3 separate regions of the Mus musculus genome follow, and all the other regions are linked to region 2. Evidence: chromatin contacts called from public Hi-C and HiChIP or PLAC-seq data. All regions are on one chromosome and are shown on one strand. The core of a region is the stretch at or near the end of the contact, and the rest is flanking DNA. Distances in the headings are between cores, read along the strand shown.

Region 1 (3,488 bases), core at 228-2,727, 110 kb after region 2:
AGTGTGGCCAGTAGTGGATGCTGCCCTTACTATAGTCCTAAATAGAGTCTGTGGTCAGTGTCTGATGCTGGAGATAATGGCCAGTGGTGGATGCTGGATGTGGTGGTTGGTGGTAAATGCTGCACTTACTATAGTCCTGAGCACAGTCTAGAACTCTTCCTTGTTTTCAGATGTAGCTAGCCCTTTTTATAGTCTGCTGTATTCTCCAAATTCTCCTCCTCCTCCTCCTCCTCCTCCTCCTCCTCTTCTTCTTCCTCCTCCTCCTCCTCCTCATTCTCTCTCTCTCTCTCTCTCTCTCTCTCTCTCTCTCTCTCTCTCTCTCTCCCTCCCTCTCTCTCTCTCTCTGTAATTTTGACTTCTTGAGATGAGTTCAGAGTACTTTTTTGTGTGTCTTTCAGGTCTTTATTTCTGTCTCCCTGTCTGAAAAACATTTTCCCCTACTTTCAAATAATACAGTTCTTACTGCTGGAAGTTTTTCTGATTTATTCCATCAGCTGGCAGAGCTACTTGTTTCCTATGATCAAGGCAGCTCTTATAAGGACAACAATTAATTGGTGCTGGCTTACAGGTTCAGAAGTTCAGTACATTATCACCAATGCAGGAGGATGGCAGCATCTAGACAGGCATGGTGCAGGACAAGCTGAGAGTTCTACTTCATCTGAAGGCTGCTAGAAGACTGTCTTGCAGGAAGCTAGCATGAGGATATTAAAACCCACCTCCGTGGTAGCACACCTACTCCAACAAGGCCACAGCTCCTAATAGTGCCACTTCTTGGTCCAAGCATATTCAAACCTTCACAATTTCAATACATTTTTTGCTTATCCTTTCCTAAGTTCTGGGGAAGGACCTTGTTCTATTACACTGTGAGGTAGAACACAGCTCAAATGTGTAGTATAAATGACCCTAGAAGACCATGAAGTTACATTGTTTTTATACTTAGTTTCCCTGTATGTTTTAGAATCCCATCTTACACACCCAAATAAAAACTTTATCATGACCTTCCCTCTGTCATTTCAGACTTTCAGTTCTGAAGTAATTTTTAAAAGATATTTTTTAATCTAACACTTTTCATTGTTTTCAGTGGGAGAGTTGATCCAAATAACATTTCGACTCATTATAATCTACTTCACTTTAATGTGAGTATGCAGTCAGTTAATCAGGTTTGTGCTATTTATATCAGCCTTGGTGGGAAAAGGCTTCATCAGAATATGTATTGAAATCCCACAATGAACAGCTTGCTCGTTAAGGCTGCATATAAGGCACAGAGATATAATCAAGATAGAGACTTTGCCTTAGCAAATCTGTGCCAATAACGATGAGATGAGACAGGAAACGGAATAGATGTTTGTTTTTGTGTTCGTTTCTTTTTCTTCTATTTTTTTTCTTCAAGGTTTAAAGGAAGGAGTGCTAACGTGTGGAGGACTTGAACTGGGTCTTGAGAGATGGTTGTCACTTCTGCATACAGGGAGTTGCAGGCAGAAAATTTCAGGAAGTGAAAACCACGAACAATGACTGAGAATGGATGGAACACATGCATTACAGCATAAATGAACTTCTTTATCCCATTGAAATGCAGGATAGAGTAGGTCTTAAAGAGAGGCTGTGAGCTTGTCCATGTGCTATCAAGGCAAGGTGCTAACATGTGATGTCGGTGTATAATCCAGGCATCTGTATCACAGGGTAAACTAAATGGCTCTTCTTTGAACAAACATATACTGTCAACAAGTGTGACCTGTATGATAAGTCTGTAAGGAGCTGAACTTAAAGTGAGACGCAAACAAGAGGGAAATGATTCTCCTAGGGTCAGGGGTCACACTCCATGCAAGAGCAAAAGCTTTGCTTCCAGGTTGGAGCACGCACCGCTGTTGTTGCAGCTCCTGCTGTCAGCTGGGTTTTCCTCTTAGACCTTGACTAAAACGTATTGTATTTTTCTGGTGTAGTTATAGAATTTTGTTCCTGGATAATTTCAATGGATTCTTTTAGCTCCCAGGAACTTGCTGTGTTTTATGACTTTAAAGTTCCTGTTTGATATATGGGGAAACACCTGAATGTGTCAATGGGACATTAGAGACGCATGCTTGATTAATTAAGTCCCATGCATGGATAGCCTTGTAAAGATGATTCTTAAGAATTTATTTATTCTTTCACTGCTTCACTGTACTTTCATCATAATCCTACCAGCAGGTTTTCTTACCCTTTTCTTTCCCATGGAACCACTTACAGTATATAAGAGAACCAACAAGTCTCTCTCCCACGTTTATATCTTTTCTTGTATGTGAGCAACTCCACTCAATTAGGCTTGCCTACAAGAGTATGGTTGGGGGTTGTTTACTTGAACAAGGGCAATGTACCAGTGGCTACACCACTGAGGAATTTGACTCTGTTGCTTAGCAACCATTAAATGCCTGGTGCTCTTAGGGAGAGGTGGAGCTTTCTGAGCCCATCCTCATGTAAGGATTTCTGAACAGGACTCCTTCTGGTTGCTCCAGAAATAATGACAAGAACTGACAAAGGAAGAGCAACTTTTTTTAAATTTAGAGACCCCACACACTTATTTATTCTATGCATAATCAATAAGTCCTACCAGGAATCACATGATCATTTTAATCAAAGAGAAATCCAAATGAATAATATATGACTCTTGCTCCCACGGTGTTGTGATATGGTAGAAATGACAGACCCATAAATAAGCCTATTAGGATAAACTATGACTGTGCTATAAGTGTAAGAAAGGCAGCTCCAGACCAGGGCTTCCCAGGTATCCAGGATTATAAAATAAGCATACAAATCAAAAATTCACTGATAATAAATCAAAGAAATTTATTTTATCACAATTCTTTGGTGTGCATATAATTTTACTGTTTATTAAAACGGAAGCAAATTTGCATAACAAGATGTATGTGTTTATATTTTTTTTAACATAAAGAACTAAATCTTGTCTGAGCACTTGATACTGTAAGACCTAGAGCATTTTTGTCAGACTTGATTGATGTTTTGATTTTATAATCATCAATTCTGAGGATGCCAGTTTGTATAAATAGGTAGTTCAAAAGAGCAGGAGTCCTACTTACAGACATGTTGTTAACAGATAGGAATTTTGTCACACTCTTATGACCAAAATTCATTTGGTGTTTTTTTTTTTTAAAATAAAATTCAAATAAACAAATCAAAGTTGAATTTTATGAAAATCGAGCTCTGTACACACCGTGCAATCCAGGGGTGCATTAATTTCACACTGACCTGAGAAACGGCGGCAAAGTGTGAATAGTCAGTTTTCAAAAGATTCCCCTTGTGCTTCTGTGAAGGCAGAGCCCTTAGTACGTCCTGTGAAGCCACCATCACTCATCATACCAGCCTCAAATGTGAGCTGAGTGTCCTCAGGGAGCTTTTGCTGGCTCTGGGGGTGTGAAGGTACGTGCATTGCGGAGTGCCCATGCACGCTGCAAGCTCAGAACAAGCACGGTTGAAGTGAACACTTGTGACACAGC
Region 2 (3,172 bases), core at 412-2,911:
CTGTGTTCCACAGAGCTCTCATCCAATTAATCTGATGAGAAGATACTGTGATCTATTTTCTCACACATTTGGAAGGAAATGACTCTGCTCCTGTGCCACGCCTGTCTGCTTTCTGCCATGTTGATAACGGACTGAACCTCTGAAACTTTAAGCAACCCCTCAGTTAAATTCTTTCTCTTGTAAGAGTTGCCTTGATCATGAAGTCGCTTCATAGCAATCAGCCAGTAAGTAAGGGCCGTTCATTTACACAACGGAATACTACTTAGCTATTAAAAGTAAGAACATCGTGAAATTTGCAGACAAAAGATGGGACTACAAAACATCCTGAGTAAGGTAACCCAGACCAAAACTGACATGCATGGTATATACTCACTTATAATTGGACATTAGCCTTAAGGATACCCATGCTACAATCCAACAGAGCCAAAGAAGTGAAATAACCAAAAGGGCCCAAGGAAGGATGCTTGAATCTCACTTAGAAGGGGAAGTAAAATAGTCACTGGGGATGGGTGGAGGAAGGGAAATGCAGGGGAGAGAGGATGGGGAATGGTGTGTAGGTTTAGGGAGAGCCGGGAGAGTGAAGAGAAATTGGCCTGGTGGGGGATGGGGTGGGGGAATGACTCTGACATGCCAGAGATCTGGCATTGGGAAGACCTCAGGCAGTCTATGAAGGTGACTGTAGCTGAGACTCCTAACAGTAGCAGATATGGAGTGGCTACCTCCTGCGTTATACGGGACTCCCAGTAGAGGGATAAGGACACCAACCCACCCTCAAAATCTTCCACCGATCTCCTTTTTGTGATACCTTGCAAATCTCAAAACCTTACTAAGCCTGGTAACTAAGGGGCAGACTTTCAGTGTAGATGCACACATGAGGGCTGATCCTGAGATCAGCTGAAGCTTGCTATCAGAGGGACAGGCGCTTGCCCAAAGGACAGCCCTTGGACAGTTTATTCTGACGTTTTCTTTATGTTAGACTAAAGGGCTGTGTGGTTTGCACAAATATTTTTCATGGCATTTCAGATCTGCTTGGGAAACTCAGAGAGAATGTGCCAGGGTGAAACTTCATGCTGTTTCATGCTATAGCAGGCATTCTGAGCAACTCTCCCTGGGCACCTGCTGGCTCTGGGATTCCTGCTCTAAAGTTCTGGTGCATCTGCACCTAACTCAAGTAGTCTCTTGTATGTCTAGCCACAAGTGTGGCAAGTACCAGTACTGGGTTAGAGCTGAGGTCTTGGTTTCCCAATAGATATGCAGTGCTTTTTTGATAGCATGAATATACATAAGATAACCCAGGCCTTACTAGAAGACAGAGAAAGAGGAACTTTCCACTCTTCTTGACAGCCAGTTCCTCCCCTGACCCAACCCAACCCAGTGGCTAAAATTTTAATCACATTTTCTCTTTTAGAATAACTTGATGCACCACATATAAATATACGACACTTGAAAACTGACTATAACATTGATAAATAATGATATTATTGACTGACTGTGCAAGGCAAACTCTAAGGGGAATAATGTGGTTAACTACATGTACCCAGGAAGTGGGTTGTTTTTTAAAGTCTCTGCTCACCCTTTGCCCCCGCCTTTTTTTTTTTTTTCTTAAGTACTGAAATTAAGCAGCAACGAACACAGGCCTCCCCTTAGGACACGTGACCTTACTCCTTTCCGTTTTGTTGTAAGAGTCAGTAAAAGGAGTTGATGGCAGTTTTAATAGCAAGTCACCATGGAGAAAAGGTATGTAACTTTACATTTGTACTGTGGGTTAACTACTTGAAAGTATTGCTGGCACAAATGCATAATCATTTCTACAGATTGGAAGGCTCTTACCTATGAGCCAAATATCAGCTTGTTTCTTTCAGTGCAGAAAGGTGTATTCTGTCTCATAACTGCAACTGTCAAATTCATACTTCCTTTATGGAAATATTATACTAGTATCTTTTCATGATTTTAGACTAAAATGTTAAAGACTGAGTATAGAAAAGTTTTAGATTGAAAGTGCTTTTAAAAGTAATTGTTCGTAAAATACATGAGACCATGTGCCCTTAACTGATAGCTACTTTAAAACTCGAATTATCAGAAATACACATAACGAGAGAAAAAAAAAAGCCACTATAAATAACAATAGGAGAGGGCCTCTTAAATTTCAGTGAGAAAAATACTCCCTCTCAGGCAATATGTAAAGAGCTATAAGAAGGTTCTCAAACATAACTGGATAAAACAGCCACTAAGAAGCAAGAAAATTGTATCACATAAAATGATAAGCTTCGTCACAACTGAGCATTTCCCCTAACATTTCTGTGTTGAACTGGATAACATCAGGCCAACTTTCTAATTCATAAAAAGACATTTATGTTGAAAACAAACGTTTCACCTGATTTCACTGGCTGTTGTTTCTGGGAAGAGGGCTCACTTGAGACATCCTTTTGTTGTTTAAGGTAACTGTATTTTTAAGTGTTCTGAAATAATAAACCTTTGAAATGAAAAGAATTTGTTCACTGCAAACCAGCAAGAGCTTTGCTTAGCCACTGACATTGTGCCAATGTCTCCGTGCATTCTAATGTAGCTAGAGATATCATCAAAATGTTGCTAATCTGAGACAAATAGCTAAACAAATATAACTGGAGAGTTTTGTAAAAATTTAATAAAAGCGCAAGATATTATCCCCTTGTCTCTCACAGTATTTTATCGTGCTGGTGGATAAGGAAGTGCACCCCACAATGCAAATATTGGGGGTTATTAAAAATGGTTACAGGATTGATAAGTGGCAACAATCTTTTTTCTTTTATTGTGCTCTATTGAAAGACATTTATACATATTTTTTGACATAGTCAGTTTTAAAGGAAATTATTCAGCAGGCTGATACACTCATGTCACGATGCATTTAAGTTCTCTTCAATTGTCCACACTGAAGCTAGCTACTTGTTGACTGTTGAAATGATTACAGAAAAATAGAGATTAAGGACATGGTATCCAATACTTTTTATTGTTAGCATGTCAGAAGATCTTGGTAATATATACTTGCGTTGATATTCTGATTAGAGTTTCAATTTGTTGTATTTCCTCACTATGGAGAGCAGTATTTAAATCGGTCTTCAATATTGTGCTGCTGAGACTTTGCCTCCTGAGCTGTATTCTTCAGATAATTTTTGTTGATATGTTATTGCTGATT
Region 3 (3,224 bases), core at 622-3,121, 87 kb after region 2:
CTCCTTGTACAAAGCTCAAGTCCAAGTGGATCAAGCACCTCCACATAAAACCAGATACTCTGAAACTAATAGAAAAGAAAGTGGGGGAAAGCCTCTAGCATATGGGCACAGGAAAAAATTTCCTGAACAGAACACCCATGGCTCATGCTCTAAGATCAAGAATTGGCAAGTGGGACCTCATAAAATTGCAAAGCTTCTTTAAGGCAAAGGACACTGTCAATAGGACAAAATGCCAATCAACAGATTGGGAAAAGATCTTTACTAACCCTATATCTAATAGAGGGATAATATCCAATATATATATCAAGATGTTAAACTCTTGAGAAACAAATAACTATAATAAAAATGTGGCACAGAGCAAAACATTAATTTTTAAAGTAAAATTCTAGTTTGTAGTCTCTCTACAGAGATTATCTTCCCCCCATCTCCACATACACACAGATACACATAGTCACTACCTCCACCAAAATTTTAAAATATCAACTAATTGCTTCCTGGTACTGATGTGGGCTCTGCTGCATTCTCTCTCTGAGTGTTCACCTAACTTACTCTGTCTTCTGAGCACTGGGAACATTCAACATTTCCTTTATGACGTCTATTGGATTCTTACTTTTATTTTAATGGCAGAAATGCCATCAGTTATGTAAACTTCCATCTGGAGAGTAGACTGTCATGAAGAGTAACAATGAAAAGAACCAGGAAGTTTTTCCAAAAGCAAATCTATACATTTTAAACTACCCATTACCATTCATGAAAAGACGTTCTCTAGAAGACACAAAGTTTACATTAAATCTGATGAGCATGAACTTTTCATCTACCTGCAGAGTCTTTCCCACAACTTGGGGTTGCTTGTATCTCTCTCTGTTTCCTCCATATTTCCCTGCCTCCCTGTCTCCTCCATCTCTCCCTGTCTCCCTGTCTCCTCCATTTCTCCCTGTCGCCCTGTCTCCTCCATGGATCTGCACAGTAGCCCAGTCACCCATAGTGTCCTGTTGTCAGTATCTCTCAGGACACTCTGTCATGTCTGAAACAATGTACCAAAATAATTTGGAGCCAATTATTTAAATTCCTTGAGTTAATATTATTGTTTATATTTATGTTTTTAACATTTGAATTCTCGTGTGTATTTATTTTCAAAACATTGGCTGTAATGTAAAAAAGTCTCACTTCTTTTACCTCCTATTTAAAGAATTCTCTGAAATATTTTTAAGAATCGTGAGACTACAGTTCTGGTTACAGCTTTTGAAATAATCTATTAGGTCTACCCCATTTTGGAGTAAAGTGTTTTACTTTATAAAATGAAAACTGTCATTGCCAATGCTCCAATGAGTACATTTTCCTTTGGGGAGCCATGCATTATTATGTTTTTTTTTTTTTTTTTTTACAGTTCCTTTATAATAGAGCTGATTGTGATCAACATGGGTAATTAAAAGAGTAACACATGTATTTTGACAGTTATTTTCGAAGCATTCCTAATTGGAGTCTAAAAATGCTCACAGTGGCCCCAGTATAGGAAGAAATATAGCATTAATGCCACACAGATGCATATCACAAGACTTCAGTGAAAGAAGCTAGGATGAGAACAGGGGACTCTGTGATTGCTTAACACAAAACTCTGATACACTTTGCACTTGTTTCTTGATCTTCTATTAATATATTCCTCCTTGCTACTGTGCATGAGGTCCAATTAGTTTCAAGGCACTTTCCCCCTAAACAAAGATTCAAGAAAAATAACCCTGATTATAGCATGTTAAATCTTTATCGTCTTTATTTTTATTGAAACATCGTAAGGCGTGTCTATGGATAGCCTTGCAGGAGTCAAAAGCCTGTGGTGGGTTTTTTATCTGCTTCCTCCTGAGCAAGGAGGATTTGGAGGGCAGAGCTCAGGAAGTTGTCCTGGCTCGGAGCAAATCAGCCTTTTGCAGATAAACTTAAGTCACAGGTGTTGCCTTTTTAAGCCTGATATCGTTCTGTGGGTTAATTAATACTTGTGAGGGCTTTGAAGATGAAATGCAATATGAAGATATTGTACTTCCTTGTTTTAAAGAAAAAAGAGTAGTCATTTTGTATACTAATACTATTGACCAGCTGGGGTTTCTTTAAGTTGGAAAAGAGAAACAAATATATCTTTAATATTTCAAAATGCCATTTTGCTAAGTTAGAGTTAGGTTTGGCAAATAATATCATCTCAAAAGTTAAGATGATAATAATAATAAATAATAATAGTTTAATCAATTATTATAGAAACCATTTCAGATTAATTATTTCATTTCCTTAAGCAGGGGTCTGCTTATTCATTCATTTATTTGTCTAGGCCATGGTCATTCAGGAGGAGGGTTAGGCTATGGGAATGATGGGATATTAAAAAGTCGTGGCCTTTTCTGGAGAAAGACCTGTGGACAAGCAGATGCATCAAGGACAAGAAAAAGGCTTGGTTCTACACTAGTGACTGTGGGAGAAGAAAGACTTATATTTGGAGTCATGAGTCGTCTTACAAGTACTCTTTGAAAGTGTTATTTAAAATAAGATTTGCACCATAAGTAGAACTGTGGAAACAAAAGAATGAGAACAGGAAGAAAAAAAAATCAAGAAAAGACAGCACATTCAGGTTATCAGTACAACAGTTTTATTTCAACTGTATTTGAAAAATTTCAAGAATGCCATGATGAGGCAGGCATGGAGGAACATGCCTGTAACACAGACACATGGAAGGCAGAAAAAGGAAGTCTGCATGTTCAAGGCCAGCCTGGAGTACATAGAAGGATCCAGATTAATAGCCAACCAGGACTACATACCCTGTATATGAGAAAACCAAACGACATACTGCTGACACCATTGCATACACTAGCAAGATTTTGCTGAAAGGACCCAGATGTAGCTGTCTCTTGTGAGACTATGCCGGGGCCTAGCAAACACAGAAGTGGATGCTCACAGTCAGCTAGTGGATTGATCACAGGGCCCCCAATGGAGGAGCTAGAGAAAGTACCCAAGGAGCTAAAGGGATCTGCAACCCTATAGGTGGAACAACAATATGAACTAACCAGTACCCCGGAGCTCTTGACTCTAGCTGCATATGTATCAAAAGATGGCCTAGTCGGCCATCACTGGAAAGAGAGGCCCATTGGACACACAAACTTTATATGCCCCAGTACAGGGGAACGCCAGGGCCAAAAAAATGGGAATGGGTGGGTAGGGAAGTGAGAGGGAGGGTATGAGGGACTTTT

What was found. Hi-C and Micro-C count contacts between places; a contact is called where the count stands out from the background. HiChIP or PLAC-seq counts read pairs in DNA pulled down with a chosen protein or histone mark.
Region 1: an H3K4me3 HiChIP or PLAC-seq map of bone marrow-derived macrophages shows a contact between it and region 2, with 2.9 times the contacts expected there. The contact joins the enhancer-like site here to the promoter of Arhgap15 in region 2. A contact is called at or near these places in 5 of 39 promoter capture datasets (the C10 cell line, the HPC-7 cell line, macrophages and 1 more), 1 of 484 Hi-C or Micro-C datasets (cerebral cortex), 3 of 115 datasets of contacts at active chromatin or transcription factors (bone marrow-derived macrophages and thymocytes) and 4 of 9 other capture datasets (adipose tissue, liver, macrophages and 1 more).
Region 3: a Hi-C map of the G1E-ER4 cell line shows a contact between it and region 2, with 1.5 times the contacts expected there. The contact joins the enhancer-like site here to the promoter of Arhgap15 in region 2. A contact is called at or near these places in 6 of 39 promoter capture datasets (the C10 cell line, the HPC-7 cell line, embryonic stem cells and 3 more), 4 of 484 Hi-C or Micro-C datasets (the CH12 cell line, the G1E-ER4 cell line, short-term hematopoietic stem cells and 1 more), 5 of 115 datasets of contacts at active chromatin or transcription factors (the 230-238 cell line, CD4 single positive thymocytes, CD8 T cells and 2 more) and 3 of 9 other capture datasets (adipose tissue, liver and macrophages).

The regions. Positions count from the first base shown.
Region 1 is chr2:43,861,389-43,864,876 of GRCm38.p6, forward strand. All of the region lies in intron 5 of Arhgap15 (Rho GTPase activating protein 15), which reads left to right. Among named protein-coding and RNA genes, the nearest start is that of Gm39804, 75 kb to the left of the region's middle. Within about 2 kb of position 1,478, at least 18 of the 459 cell types and tissues checked have an H3K27ac peak or open chromatin away from gene starts, as enhancers often do. A contact at or near this core is called in the HPC-7 cell line and bone marrow-derived macrophages, where this site is marked.
Region 2 is chr2:43,747,163-43,750,334 of GRCm38.p6, forward strand. Arhgap15 (Rho GTPase activating protein 15) reads left to right here and starts at 1,662. Exons shown (of 14, transcript NM_153820.3): 1 at 1,662-1,737. The coding sequence starts at 1,727. The region is part of intron 1 of Gm39804 (a long non-coding RNA gene); the gene reads right to left.
Region 3 is chr2:43,834,235-43,837,458 of GRCm38.p6, forward strand. The region is part of intron 3 of Arhgap15 (Rho GTPase activating protein 15); the gene reads left to right. Among named protein-coding and RNA genes, the nearest start is that of Gm39804, 48 kb to the left of the region's middle. Within about 2 kb of position 1,872, at least 8 of the 459 cell types and tissues checked have an H3K27ac peak or open chromatin away from gene starts, as enhancers often do. A contact at or near this core is called in the G1E-ER4 cell line, the HPC-7 cell line and short-term hematopoietic stem cells, where this site is marked.